3 separate regions of the Mus musculus genome follow, and regions 1 and 3 are each linked to region 2. Evidence: chromatin contacts called from public HiChIP or PLAC-seq and promoter capture Hi-C data. All regions are on one chromosome and are shown on one strand. Each heading gives the region's core, a stretch centred on a gene start, on an enhancer-like site or on the middle of the called end of the contact. The rest is flanking DNA. Distances are from core to core; before and after follow the strand shown.

The links. HiChIP or PLAC-seq counts read pairs in DNA pulled down with a chosen protein or histone mark. Capture Hi-C pulls out chosen DNA fragments and counts their contacts.
Region 1: an H3K4me3 HiChIP or PLAC-seq map of the SCID.adh cell line shows a contact between it and region 2, with 14 read pairs. The contact joins the enhancer-like site here to the promoter of Il15ra in region 2. A contact is called at or near these places in 1 of 39 promoter capture datasets (neural stem cells), 1 of 484 Hi-C or Micro-C datasets (the N1E-115 cell line), 3 of 115 datasets of contacts at active chromatin or transcription factors (the SCID.adh cell line, bone marrow-derived macrophages and large pre-B cells) and 3 of 9 other capture datasets (adipose tissue, liver and pancreatic islet).
Region 3: a contact with region 2 is called in a promoter capture Hi-C map of liver. The contact joins the promoter of Pfkfb3 here to the promoter of Il15ra in region 2. A contact is called at or near these places in 2 of 39 promoter capture datasets (hippocampal neurons and pre-B cells), 7 of 484 Hi-C or Micro-C datasets (CD4 T cells, CD8 T cells, the N1E-115 cell line and 4 more), 2 of 115 datasets of contacts at active chromatin or transcription factors (bone marrow-derived macrophages and large pre-B cells) and 3 of 9 other capture datasets (adipose tissue, liver and pancreatic islet).

Annotation. Positions count from the first base shown.
Region 1 is chr2:11,562,325-11,566,581 of GRCm38.p6, reverse strand. No RefSeq gene overlaps it. Among named protein-coding and RNA genes, the nearest start is that of Rbm17, 39 kb to the left of the region's middle. Within about 2 kb of position 2,236, at least 13 of the 459 cell types and tissues checked have an H3K27ac peak or open chromatin away from gene starts, as enhancers often do. A contact at or near this core is called in the N1E-115 cell line and the SCID.adh cell line, where this site is marked.
Region 2 is chr2:11,704,290-11,708,537 of GRCm38.p6, reverse strand. It overlaps Il15ra (interleukin 15 receptor, alpha chain), which reads right to left and starts at 2,826. Exons shown (of 7, transcript NM_008358.2): 1 at 2,594-2,826. The coding sequence starts at 2,690.
Region 3 is chr2:11,500,404-11,504,625 of GRCm38.p6, reverse strand. It overlaps Pfkfb3 (6-phosphofructo-2-kinase/fructose-2,6-biphosphatase 3), which reads left to right and starts at 2,536. Exons shown (of 18, transcript NM_001177753.1): 1 at 2,536-3,001. The coding sequence starts at 2,926. It overlaps Gm52500 (a long non-coding RNA gene), which reads right to left and starts at 2,616. Exons shown (of 3, transcript XR_003953759.1): 1 at 1,120-2,616; 2 at 350-472.

The DNA.
Region 1 (4,257 bases), core at 987-3,486, 140 kb after region 2:
TGAAGCACAGAGCCATCTCTCCTGCTCTTCAGAAAGTAGAAGAGATAGCCACATTCTCGCGCCCGAGTTCTCTGCAGTCCTATTTCCTGCAGACATTAAAGCTTGTCGGCTGATGAGCAGATAAGAAAAATGTGGTGCATGTCCACAATTGAATACTTCTCAGCCGCAAGCGGAGAGGTCCCAACGGTTCATCAACATGACAATAACAGTTAGAAGCCAGAGGGTCTGCTCTGTAATTACATTGGTGCAATAACAGCAGCTGTGCCTTTCATAAGGCTGGAAAAAAGTTATCTCCACTAAGAAATGACAAGTGGCTGGGCATACAGGTCCATGCCTTTAATCCCAGCAGGGAGGAAGGGGCAGGTAGATGTTAGTAAATTCAAGGCCAGCCTGGTCTACATAGGGAGTTCCAGGATAGCCAAGGATACATATTTTTAAAGTAATGAAGGAAGGAAGGAAGGAAAAAGGAAAGGAAGAGAGGGGCAGACCAAATGTGGTAGTGGATATCTGTAGTCCTAGCAGTCAGAAGGCTAACGCAGAAGGAGTGCCAGGAATTTCAAGATAGCCTGGGTTTGAAACATTTTCTCCAAAAAGAAAAACAAGCCCGGTGGTGGTGGTGCACGCCTTTAATCCCAGCACTTAGGAGGCAGAGGCAGGCAGATTTCTGAGTTCGAGGCCAGCCTCGTCTACAGAGTGAGTTCCAGGACAGCCAGGGCTACACAGAGAAACCCTGTCTCGAAAAACCAAAAAAAAAAAAAAAAAGCAAAACCCTAAGGAGCTGGCAAATGGAAAAGGAGGCCTTTGTGTTAAACCTGAGGTAAGCATCACACACTGTGTATGTGGGCTCAAAACATCAGGTGACGCCGTTACTATGAATTATTAATTACTATGGGATAATTAACACAAAGTAACTAACATTTATAACATAATAAATAAGAAAGAAAAAGAGAAGCCTTGGTTACATTCTGACCTAAGGCAGGCACCCTAAGAATAAACAGGGTGCAGCCGTGAGTCCTGTGCGTTCTACTCCTCCTGGTGGTCCTAGCTTCACAGTGTTCCATCCCGTGGTTTGCTGAAGACTAGGTAAGCCCTTAAAGAGTTCCCAAGAGCCTTGTAGGTGTTCTTTCTTTCTGCAGCAGGGGTGGTGGTCCAGGGGCACACATTCACACAAGCACGTGGTTGGGCTACACCTGCTGGTACATCAGCATTCAGTCGGTTCCCAGCACCCACCTCAGGCACCTTAGCTCATGGCAGGCACGCACATATACATAAGTCAATACATTTCCCACATCCCACCAGTCAGGGAGTACATAAAAATCGTCATGGGTGGATGGATATAATATGGATGAATTGATTTACTGACACAGCATCTGAAGTGCATCCCAAACAGACCTTAACTGGCTATGTAGCCCAGGCTGCTCTGAAACTCATGAGCCTCCTAGCTCACCGCCTGAATGCTGTCATTACAGTTATGTGTCCTATGCCTGGCATTGGGTTTGGGTTAGACCGGAGGATTTGAAAGAAAGGATGTGCTGTCTGTGAAGTGTTGTCAGGCCAGGTCAGGCTGACGGAGGACATGGAGAAGCCCACAAGCTATCATTGCACAAGGCCCATTCCCTCCCACTGTAAACCAACTGCCAACTGAGAGCTGATTGCTTTAATAAACCACTCTCAGAAGGTAGAATTCTAACGACCTCCTCATTCCCAGTCCTTGCGTACAGTTACCCAAATCAGATGACTTGAAAGAGTTTTGCAGATATAATTAAAGCACTAAGAAGTTGACTTTAGGATGGTCTGAGACCGAGGGCTAGTGAGGTAAGAGAGGAAAATGTCTATCAGTAGGCTGGGGACGTAGCTCAGTTAGTAGAGAGCTTGCTTAGCATGCACAAAGCCCTGGGTTCCATCCCCAGCAGAGCATACACTAGACATAGTTAGCCATGCCTGTAATTTCAGCACTGGGGCATGCATGGGTGGGAGGCAGTGAAGCCAAGAAGATCAGAAGCCAACCTCAGTGCAGGAAGTAGCGATGAGCTGGAAGCCAGCCTGCCGGGCTAAAGACTTTGTCTCAAAAAGAAAAAAATATTGAAGGAAAATCTGCTGTGTCCTTTACAGCAAATGTTCTCCCTAAGTCAAAAGTGTAAAATAGTGAGTGAATCCAACATCCACTCCCTTGTCACCAGAACACGATATGGCTTTGCCAACAGGATGTTACATGGCAAGAAACACAGCTTCTGGGGTGGTGTTGGGTCGACAACAAAGGAAACAGAAGTGGCATGCTCTTCTGGTTTGCTCATGCTTTGTCCAAATGGATTTCAGGGCTGGGATCTGTTGCGTGGATAAGTCCACTCAAGTGAGGGATGCCTTGTAGAAGTGACCTTGAACCCGTGGGTTTCCTCCAGTTCTCTCGGTGTGGCCTAGAAACAGCCACGTCATAAGCTAGAACCTCGCTGGAAGGCCAGGAATGCAGATTCTTGGCGGGAGACCCTGCTATCTGTTTAACCAGCCCTTTAGGGGGAGGCAATACAAATTTCTACCCAGATTGAGACCTTTATCCTAAGGACCTCACGAGAACTGGGCCTGCAAACTGTGGCCTGTCGGAAGGTTGGAGAAGGAGGCTTACAATTCTGGGGCCAGTCCAGTTTGCACGGTAAGGCCCTGGCTCAAAACAATGGCAGAGACAAACGCGTGCGCACGCACGCGCGCGCATACACACACACACACACACACACACACACACACACACACACACACACACACATGCACACACTAAGGATTTAGAGGTGCGGTTCAGATGGTAAAGTACTTGCCTCATGTGTGCAGAACTGATGCCCAACACCAAATAAACAGGGCGTGGTGACACTTGTCTGTGATCCCAGTGTCTAAGAGGTGGAGGCAGGAGAATCAGAAAGTCAAGGCCATGCTTGCTACATAGCAAGTTAAAGAAGTCTGGACTATGCGACACCCTGGCTCAAAACAAATAAAAAATAACTTCAGGGCACAAAATCATTTCACCCAAGGTGACAGTTCTGTAGTGACAGAAGGAGCACGAGTGGACGAAGCCTGGCGCCTGGCCGAGATCCCTTGCTGTTAGGTTGGATTTTCAAGGCAGCTGTGTCGCGCCAAGAGTGCCCGGGCCGGGGAGCTTCTGATGCATGCGCATGCGCCAGGGCGAACGCGGCAGCCACACCGTTGAAAGTGTGCTGATGAAATTACAGTCTCTGACTCATAATTGTCAATAGGCCTGGGGACACGGTCTCAATTAAAAATGGCTCTGTATCTGTTCTCGGGATCTGATCATCAACAGAGGCTATTGACCACACTTCTGCAGCTGTTCTTCAACCTAAGGGGGCTCAACAGATTCACCCTTCCTTGACCATCCCGTCTTTGGGAGTTTCCCTCCCTTCCTCCCTCCTTCCTCCTTTTCTCCCTCCCTTCCTCCCACCTCTTTATTTTTCCCTCCCTCCTCCTCCTCTCATTGTCTCTTTTTGGCTCTGTCTCATATAACCCAGGTTGGCCTTGAACTCACAGTGTAGCTAAGAGCCACCTTGACCTTCTGATCTTCCTGTTTCTGTCTGTGACGTTGGCACTGGCTATCCTGCTTTGTTCTTAGTTTTGTTTGTTTACGGAACTACTGATCTAACCTTGGGCTTTGTGTGTATAAGGCAAGTGCTCTAGTAAGAGAATTCCATCCCAGCACCCAGCGGCCCTTGGGTGTTTTACAAGCCAGCTTCTGCTAGCAGGTGTCTTGTTACTTTCTTCAAGGACACACCAAAAGTTTTTAAACACAGACAGTTATCTTTGTTGGCCAGTTCTAATTGGTAGCAAAAAAAACCAAGTGTTTCTAGGATCATTCATCAACAACCAAAATCTGAGGGGTGCTCTCTGTTATTTGAACATGGAATGGAACAAAGCAGCCAGCTGCAGAATTCTTTATGTCCCCAGTTAAACAAACAACTTAGAGAGATCAGAATACATCAGTCCAGCTTGTTTCATTCATAACTCTTCTGGTGCTAATTGTGTGGGGTTTCCTCGATCCAACAACTCAGTCTTCAACTCTCCAGATGCCAGCTGGACACCCTACAATCCCATTAGTTTCTGTTGCTACCCAAAAAAATTGTCAAAAGCCAAAGTCTGAAGAGCCAAGAGAAGTGTTAGGAAAAGGGGGTGGGGGTAACTGGAGAAGTGGGTGGCTGGTGAGATGGCTGAGAGATTAAGAGCACTAGCTACTCTTCAAGAGGACTGGTGTTCAATTTCCAG
Region 2 (4,248 bases), core at 1,577-4,076:
TTGCAGAAGCTGCAATCTCACTTGCAGCTGTCAGGCTGTCCTGACTGGTTTGTTCCCTACATGCCTGGAGCACATGTCCACCATGCAGCCTAGCAATGTACTTCCTCCACAGACCCTAGAGTCCCCTACTGTATTGCCCAAAAGAGTATTAAGGCTCCCTAGGAGAAAGCCTTCCATTCACATTTACTACCATAGGTGATGAATGACACCAAGGTCATGGAGGGATTCTATAAGAAAGAGAGTCACCAGGGCCAGGCACACACTTGGGAGGCAGATATCTGTCATGGACAGCCTGGTCTACATAGAGTTCCAAGCCAGCCAGTGCTACACAGTAAGACCCTATCTCAAGGAAAGAAGGAGAGGGAGGAGGAAGAGGAGGAGGAGGAGGAGGGAGAGGAGGATAAAGAATACAGATTCCCAACATGTTGCCTCTTAAATACTACCATACTGAAACAACTTAAATACCCAACAATCAGGAGGCAACTAATGCTGATTCACAGATCTAAAAATAAGTCATAGTTTAGCTGGGTATGGATGCACACACATCCCATAATCCCAGCACTGGGGGAAGGGAGTAGGGAATCATTTTTCACCTGCCATATTGTTTGAGCCTCTCTCTCTCTTTCTCCCTCCCTCCCCACCCCCCTCATACACACACCCCTGGAATTCTCCCCTCTTTGCCCTGCCTCTCTCTCACCCCAACATATTGTGCTGTCCATCCACTCCCATGGATTCAGGTCCTCAGATCTGGATGACAAGAATTTTCACCCTCTAAGCCATCTCCTCAGTAGCCACCCATCTCTTTGTTTGTTTGTTTGTTTATGCTTTTAGGTCTTAGTACATAGCCCAGACTATCTTTTAACTAGAAATCCTCCTGCCTCAGCCTTCAGAGTGCTGGGATTATAAAAATACTCCATTACACTGGGTGCTAGTTCACTGTTGATGCAATTACAACATGAACAAAGAATAATGATTGAGCTAAATAAGCCACACAAGAAAGAGTAGCGTGCTTTATAACTCCACTTATAGAAAATACTAGAAAGTGCAACAAATCCAAAGGAAAAAAAGTTAAATTGTTGCTGAGTTGAGCAGGAGATAAGAATTTTGGAGGACACAGGGAACTTCTTAGTTATGGGTGTAACCCTGCTTTGGTTTGGTGATAGTTTCAAGAGTGTAACTTTCATCCTGAAACACAAAGAAACATACAACTTAAATATTTGCAGTTTTCCTGGAGTCAGTTATGACCCAATAAGGCTGTTCTTAAAACCAAGATTCAGGTGCCAGTTGATGGCACCAGTGGAGCCCGAACTTTAGGCAAGGAGGTGCTTCCTCTAAGCTGAGCTGGACTGAAACCACATTCACTTTCAGACTATTTGGAATATCTGCAGGCTATTTCTGAAATCTCAGGACCATTCTTTGCTATCCAGTTAAGAGGAATTTACCAACACACTCCAGCTTTACAGATGGAGGGTGGGGACCCAAGAATAAATGAAGCCCCGTAACACCCCTACAGAGCCAACCCCAGGCTCAAGTCTGTGTGGGATAACTATGACCAAGTTCCAAGGAGACTGAGTCAGACGCCCATCACTGGGAAATCTTGCTTTAAAACACACTCAGGGCTAAGGAATTGCTAACTTGCAGGAAAGTCCATGGATGACGTCATTGTCCTCGGTCCCCAAATCCTGTGCACATTTGCAAGCATGTGCTTTCACACACATTTCTGTGCAGGGAGTACGTAGATTTTTTTAACAGACTCTGAAGAATTTCATGTTTATAAAAAGATGCGACATCCTGGGTCCGGACGTTGCTAGACCCAACTGTTCTCGCTCTTTCCTTCTAGACCTATTGGAACAAAACTAGGAGTCTCAATTCATTCTTCCCGAGATTAGATCTAGACGACACATTCTGGAACATGTGACACCCCTTCTTCCATGGGAAAACAGTCTCTCCTCCTCTCCAATCGTCCGGGCCCCAAGTTGCCAGTGCGCTTGAGAACCTGGACCTGTTTTGTAGCGTTCAGATGCGCAACCTGCCTGCTCCACACGTGGTTTTTGTTTGTTTGTTTGTTTGTTTTGTTTTGTTTTTCCTCCCGCGGAGCGCAGTACTTTGCCCAGTGCCTTCCATCTAATTTACTTTGACCTGAAAGTCATGAAGGGTGGTTTTTCCTCAAGCCCCTCCTGGAACCCCACAGGCGCGACACCCCACAGCTGCGCCAGGTGGGCTGGCAGAGGCACACTCACACATTTCTCTAAGTTCTTTAAGTCTTATCGAACTTGTCAGACCTGCTCTCCCTAAGTCGCCGAAACGCCGGTGGGATCGCTCAACTCCCTTGCACGTATGGTCCGGGAGCCAGTCTAGAGCAGGGCAAGGGGCCACTCTCTTATCTGCGCTCTCCCAGGCTCCCTCCACGTGTCCCCCCACCCCCACCCAGCTCCCTCCATCACCCCCAGACCCACTGCGATCCTCTCAGCTGGACTCCTGGCTCAGTTCCCAGAAGATGTGACCCCCACACACACACACACACACGAATCAAGTTCAGCTGGGCGTTGGGGTCCCCCTCTGCTCCCCTGTTCCGGCGCATGATGCTCCCTACCCGGCGTCACCCTCAGCGGGAGCAACAGTAGCAACAGCAGCAGCAGCAACACAGGAATGGCCTGGACTCCATAGCCCCGGAGCTGCGGCGAGGCCATGGCCAATTGTCCCCAGCAGTGACCCAACGGGACGCAAGGCTGGGGTCCCTGGGAGGTGGCGAGCTCAGCTCCAGGACCAGACCGCTGCTAAGGAGTATTCGCTTTCGCTTTTGCTTTAGCCCCCGGATTGCAGAGAGGTGCGAAGTGGTGACAGATCTGTGACTCAGCATCCCCACCCCTGCTTTGGAAGAAGCCCCGGCAGCCTGCAGTGACGCCCCCTCCCCAGTTGGGCTGCTCCTGTCCCCCGAAGCGCGCGCGGGGGCCCTCACCCGTAGAAGCCGGCGATCTCCCTTTTCATTCCTTAATGCTGTCTTCCCTGCAGAGGCAAACTCCTTTGAATCCACTCTGCGCCCACACCTGACTTCAGCCTTGTTCACTTGTCATCTGTCCTGGCTGCTGACCTTCAGATTTCAACTTTCAGAGTTTCCCTCTAAGTAGCCCTGAGCTTGACTGTCCGTGCTCTGTGTCCTTGGGCGACTGCATAGGTGTCGCCCCAGTGCAGCCAACGGGAAGTTCTGGGCGGACGATTCTACACCCGGGTCACTTTCCTGGTGCACTCGGGCTCCAAGCTGCTCCTGGCTTCCACACAGCTGCTCCTGGCTGCCTGCCTGCAGTGGTGCTGGCAGTGGCCAGGCCTTGGACACTTTGCCTTCTTCCGGCTGTACCTTTCCAACTCAAGAAAGTGCCAAGTGTTTGAAATGGAAGAAGGGGTGAAGAGGAGAGGGAGGGGAAAGAATAGAAAAAGGAGGAAAGACAGGGAAGAGGAAGAGGGGGAGAGAAAAAGATATAGAGAAGGAAAAGGAGAAGAGGAGAAAGAGGAGGGAGGAGAGGGGGAGGGGAGAGAAGAAGAGGAAAGGAAGAGGAGGAGGAAGAAAGAAGGAAGGTACATTATTCATCTTTGTACCTCACATATAATTTCTTTAGTCAATACACAACTCTTCAGAGTCTAAGAAAGACATCCCCTTCTAAGTGTGTGGATTAATTAAAAACAAAAAACAAACAAACAAAAAAAACTTTACTGGAATTTTAAGTCCCATACTGTGGAGGACCAGATCTGGGGAAGGGGTGGGGGGACAGACGGACATGAGTGCTCAGTCAGAAACGCCCTTAAATATGTAGATGTGGCGTAAGAAGACAGACACGCCTGCCTTTCAGTCTATAGGTCCCTAAATACAATCTGGCACCATAATGAAGCTACTGAGAGAACGCATGCTGATTCTGTTTGGAAAGAATGGAATGACGTGTGATTGAAGTCACCCATCCCCTAGGCATGGTGGACAACAGTGAGCTCTATACTTGACCCTCTTCCCTAAAGAGTCTTAAGATTGGCACAATAAATATGAAATACACACAATAAAAATTCAGAGAGAGGATCAGAAACCACATATTCCAGTCTCTTATAGTCAATGAAAAACCTGGAGAGATAGCTCAGCGGTTAAGAGTACTGGATGGAGAGAGAGAGAGAGAGAGAGAGAGAGAGAGAGAGAGAGAGAGAGAGAGAGAACTGTATGCTCTTCCAAAGGTACTGGGTTCCAACACTCACATGGTGCTCATCACT
Region 3 (4,222 bases), core at 1,287-3,786, 200 kb after region 2:
TGAGTTCATAATATCCACCTGGGAACCTGGGAGTTAGTGAAGCCCTAGGGGACTGCGTTTGAGGTAAAGATAAGGGTGTATTAACAGAACTAAGGGAGGAATTGGAAGGATGTCTAAACAGCAAAGCTGAGGAGGAAACCTTTGAATGTAGGTGTAGCAAGGTTGGTCCTAAGGAGGATCATGTTGGAGCAGTTTTGCCTTCCACAAACACAGCTTTTACCTGTGGTTGCAAGCCGACAGCTTCAGAGGACCAACAAACAAGTGTGAATTCAGCTGTGTGCCTCACATTCCACCCTTTCCTAGATATCTGGAGCCCTAGGCAGGGTAAAGGTGATTTCCCTTTACCTACCTGGTAGCAGAAGTGACTGGAGAACTTAGTGTTTGTTCTGGGTACCCACTACATTGTTGACTCCAGGAAAGGAAAACTGCCCCATCTGAGAATGCTTAGCTGCCACCTGACTTGAGGACTGACCTTAAATCGAGAGATTTAAACATGATAAAAGAGAAATAAAAGATCGTTCTCCACTGGTACCATTCCCACCACGTTCTCCCTGGCGGTTCCCAGCAATCTGTTCCTAAGCTTTGACATCTGGCCATTTGCCTGGCTTGTAGGTGTGTGCAAACTCAAGCGGGCACCTGGGAACATGGCACAGGCCTGTAATACCAGGCTGAGAAAGGAGCAAGCTTGAGGCCGGCCTGGGCTGCATAGGAAAACTGTCTCAAACAAAGCAAAACAAACAGAAAACCTAGTGGAAACTTTACAAGCGTCCAGGTGCACTATGGTTATTGGGAGTCGGGAGTGGGGAGTCTCCTGGCAGGGATGCACTCTCACCCCCATCCCTTCCCCCTCCCCCTCAGCTTGCAAATACCAGTAAGGGAACCCTTCTGGAGACTACTAGATGTTTTCCTTGTCGAGTCAGTCCATTCTAATTTCAGGAGTGGAGCGAGATTCTCCCTTGGGCTTTCTAGGGTGTCACCTCTGGCATTTGCTCTCACTGAAGAAAAACAAGTTTAAATGTAATGCACCGGGTTTCTTTCTGAACAGCTGCCTGAGCACAGAAATCGGAAGGTCAGCAAAGCTGTCCTGGGGTTGGGGACAGGTATTGAGGAGGGTGGTACCGGAGAGCAGGGTGCAGGAATGGCGGTTAGAGCTGGGAGGTTCCCAAGGGCTACTCGCCAGGTGAGCTCCAGGTCTCCTAAGCTCGCCAGGCTGCCGGAGAAGGCAAGGCGGAGGCCCCAGGCGGGGCGGGCTGGGTTGGGAACAGAGCAGCTGCGCCCGCCGCCGGGGGGCCGGCGCCCTCCCAGCAGAGCATGCAGGACGTGCGCGACGTGTGGCAGCCTCTGCGCAGACTTTTCCACTGCAGTGTGGGGTTCCGCGAGCGCCTCCAATCACAGCTCAGCTTCACCGCGACGTGTGCAGCTTGCGCTAAGCAAGGCAGATCTTCTGAGCGGAGGCTTCCTTCGCTAAAATCACATTTAAAGTGTCTTGTCTCCACGGCCTCCCGTGCAGCGGTCCTCACCGAAAGATCCCTTAGATCGTCGCTGAATAAATGAACTCTGGCGGTTCAACGATTGCCTGTTATGCATGTATCTCCAGCCTATGCAAAGTGCAAAAATCGGAAAGGAAGCGAGGGCATGTTCACATCAAACAAAATATAGCCGGTGTGCTAGAGCGGGCGCGTGGGGGTTGGGTGGGTGACATGAATTTAGGATCTAGCTGTCCCTTGATAGTTACTTTGGGGCTCATAGTCCGGTAATGGGAGAGGGAATGGGGTCTACTTTTAATCACTACTTGCAGAAGGGGTATGGAATATGGCCCATGTTGAAAGGGAAAATAATACCAACCGCCCCCCGCATCCCAAAGTTCCTTTTCGGTCGAACCTTCCTTCCTTCCTTATTTATTTATTGCCCCCCTTCAAGCGCCAGGCACGGTAGCACTGAGTGAGGGGTAGCAACACTACCCAAGCATGTTTCCCGGGGATTCAGGAAAAGTATGCGCCCGTGCCCGGAGGTGGCAGTGTCAGCAATGGCAGGGGACATAGTGGGCGATAATGCACAGGTGTTACCAGGAGGCAGCTCTGACCTGCGTCTTCACTTGGACTGAGCCAGTCCCCAAATCATGTAACTATGGTGCATGGTGTTGGGGCTCCCACGGCTTGTAAGGCTGAACTGGGAAGATGCTTTTACATAGCTCTAGCTCTGTGTGTGTGTGTGTGTGTGTGTGTGTGTGTGTAGGGGTGGAGGACTGTCAACGAACCACATTGGACATTATCAGATCGCTGCTGCCTTCCAAGCACAGATGAGGAAAGTGGCTGGAATTATTTGGGGACTCCGTTCCTGTCTTGCGCCCTTAGGGAATAAACTTAGGGACGGAAAGGAGGACGAAAGAACCAGCCTGGGTTGCAGGAACAGAGCGTGCTGCTCTCGTCCACCCGCAGGGGGCGGCAGCAGGCTGTCTCTTGGCCTTGCCCACCCTTCTCTCCACGTGAAAGGGGGCTGGGACGCAAAGAATGCGGCCCGCCCCGAGGCTGACGCGCCGCGCTACCGGTCAGATCTTAAAAGGCCGGGCAGTGCGTGTGGCATCCCGACAGAACTGGAGAGGAGCAAGTGGCAGTGCTGGGTGTTGGGACCGTGGCTGTCACTGCGCTGGAGCATCCCTGAGCTTTTGAACAGAGCCGACTAGTCAGCAGTGCAGCAGCCGCAACTCCACGCCGCTCTCATCTGTCTCGTGTCTCCGCTCAGGCGATCCTTCCTCCGAGACTCCGCACAAAGCACATTTTCCAAAGCAGTGCAAGGGAGCGCCCAGCCGCGTGCAGGCGGACGCACCCTTCCTGTCCTTTGTTCCGGGGGGATCTGCTGCTGCTCTTCTCCCCAAGTCGGAGTCTTTCCTCCAGGGGTGGCGGGTCGCCGAATACAGCTACGAAGATGCCGTTGGAACTGACCCAGAGCCGGGTACAGAAGATCTGGGTGCCCGTCGATCACCGACCCTCGTTGCCCAGATGTGAGTGCAGGCAGCCACGTGGGGGGCTAGGTTGTAGATTGCGCCGCGTGCAGAGCCCGGCCATTGTGTGTGCAGCGGCTTTGTGCCGGTTCCCCTCTGCGGGAAGCGCACTCGTGCCGGTCGGCCCGGCCCGGCGAGGCGGGGGTGGCGGCCGGCTGCGTCTCCCAGGCTGGGCAGAAGGGGCGCTGTGGCTCCGGAAACCTCCTGTGTGCCCGGCCCGGCCTGGGCTCTCTGGGCCAGCGCCTCCCAGAGGCTGGAGAGACCTGGCTGCTCCGGAGTCACCCTGGCCGACTGCAGCAGGGGCGCGGCCGCCCACACCAACGCCCCCTTTTCTTTGGGTCTCCTCTGGTTCACGGTCTTTTTTCTTCCTCGGATCTTTGCACCTCTGTATATTTCCATCTTCGCCGTCACTCCCGTGACTGCAGATCCTTGGTTGCAGGGATGGTTTATGGGTTGGTGACTAGTGTTGTATTACAGACGCACTCGTTTACCCGGAGCACGGAATTTGCTGGCAGTTTCTCTTAGTGCCTCACCTGTTGCTGCTGTGAACGATTTGGGAAGGTTTCATTCACTTCCATCCCTAGATAGGAAGAGGTGCCTCTGGGAAGAGCGGATGGAATTGCTCTAAGGCAATGCTTCCCTCCCAGGCAGCAGGCCCAGGAGCCCACGGGGGTAAACAGGAGCGAGCTGCCCAGTGGACACGTTGCTCACATCACGTTTGTAGTTTGAGAATCTACTGGCAAAACTGGGAGGTGGTTTCCTGTCACCCTGGGACACTGGAACACCAGGCTGCAGGGTAGGTTTCTCTGCTGTCACGTTTCTCAGGATGGCCATCACAGGACATGACAGCTCTCGGAGCTTTGTGGGTCTGAGTCACTTACTGGTTTCCCTGCCTCCCTGTGGTGCAGTATGAGACCTCTAGCAGGTCTTCCCTGCTGGACCTGTGGGCTTCGGTGGAACTCTGTCCCCAAGACAGTCTCCTTTTCTTTTGCTCAAGTAAGTCAGAGGTAAGGGCTTGGCAAGGGTTCTTCCCCAAACCCTGTCAGACACGTTTATGCACCGGGGCCACCTTTATGAAAATGCCCCAGGGTAAAACCAAGCCTGTGGGACACCTATAATCTCATTACACTGTAGCTGGGAAACTAAGGTCAAAGAATCATGAACCTGGACTACACAGTGAGACCCTGTCAATAAATAATAATAATAATAATAATAATAATA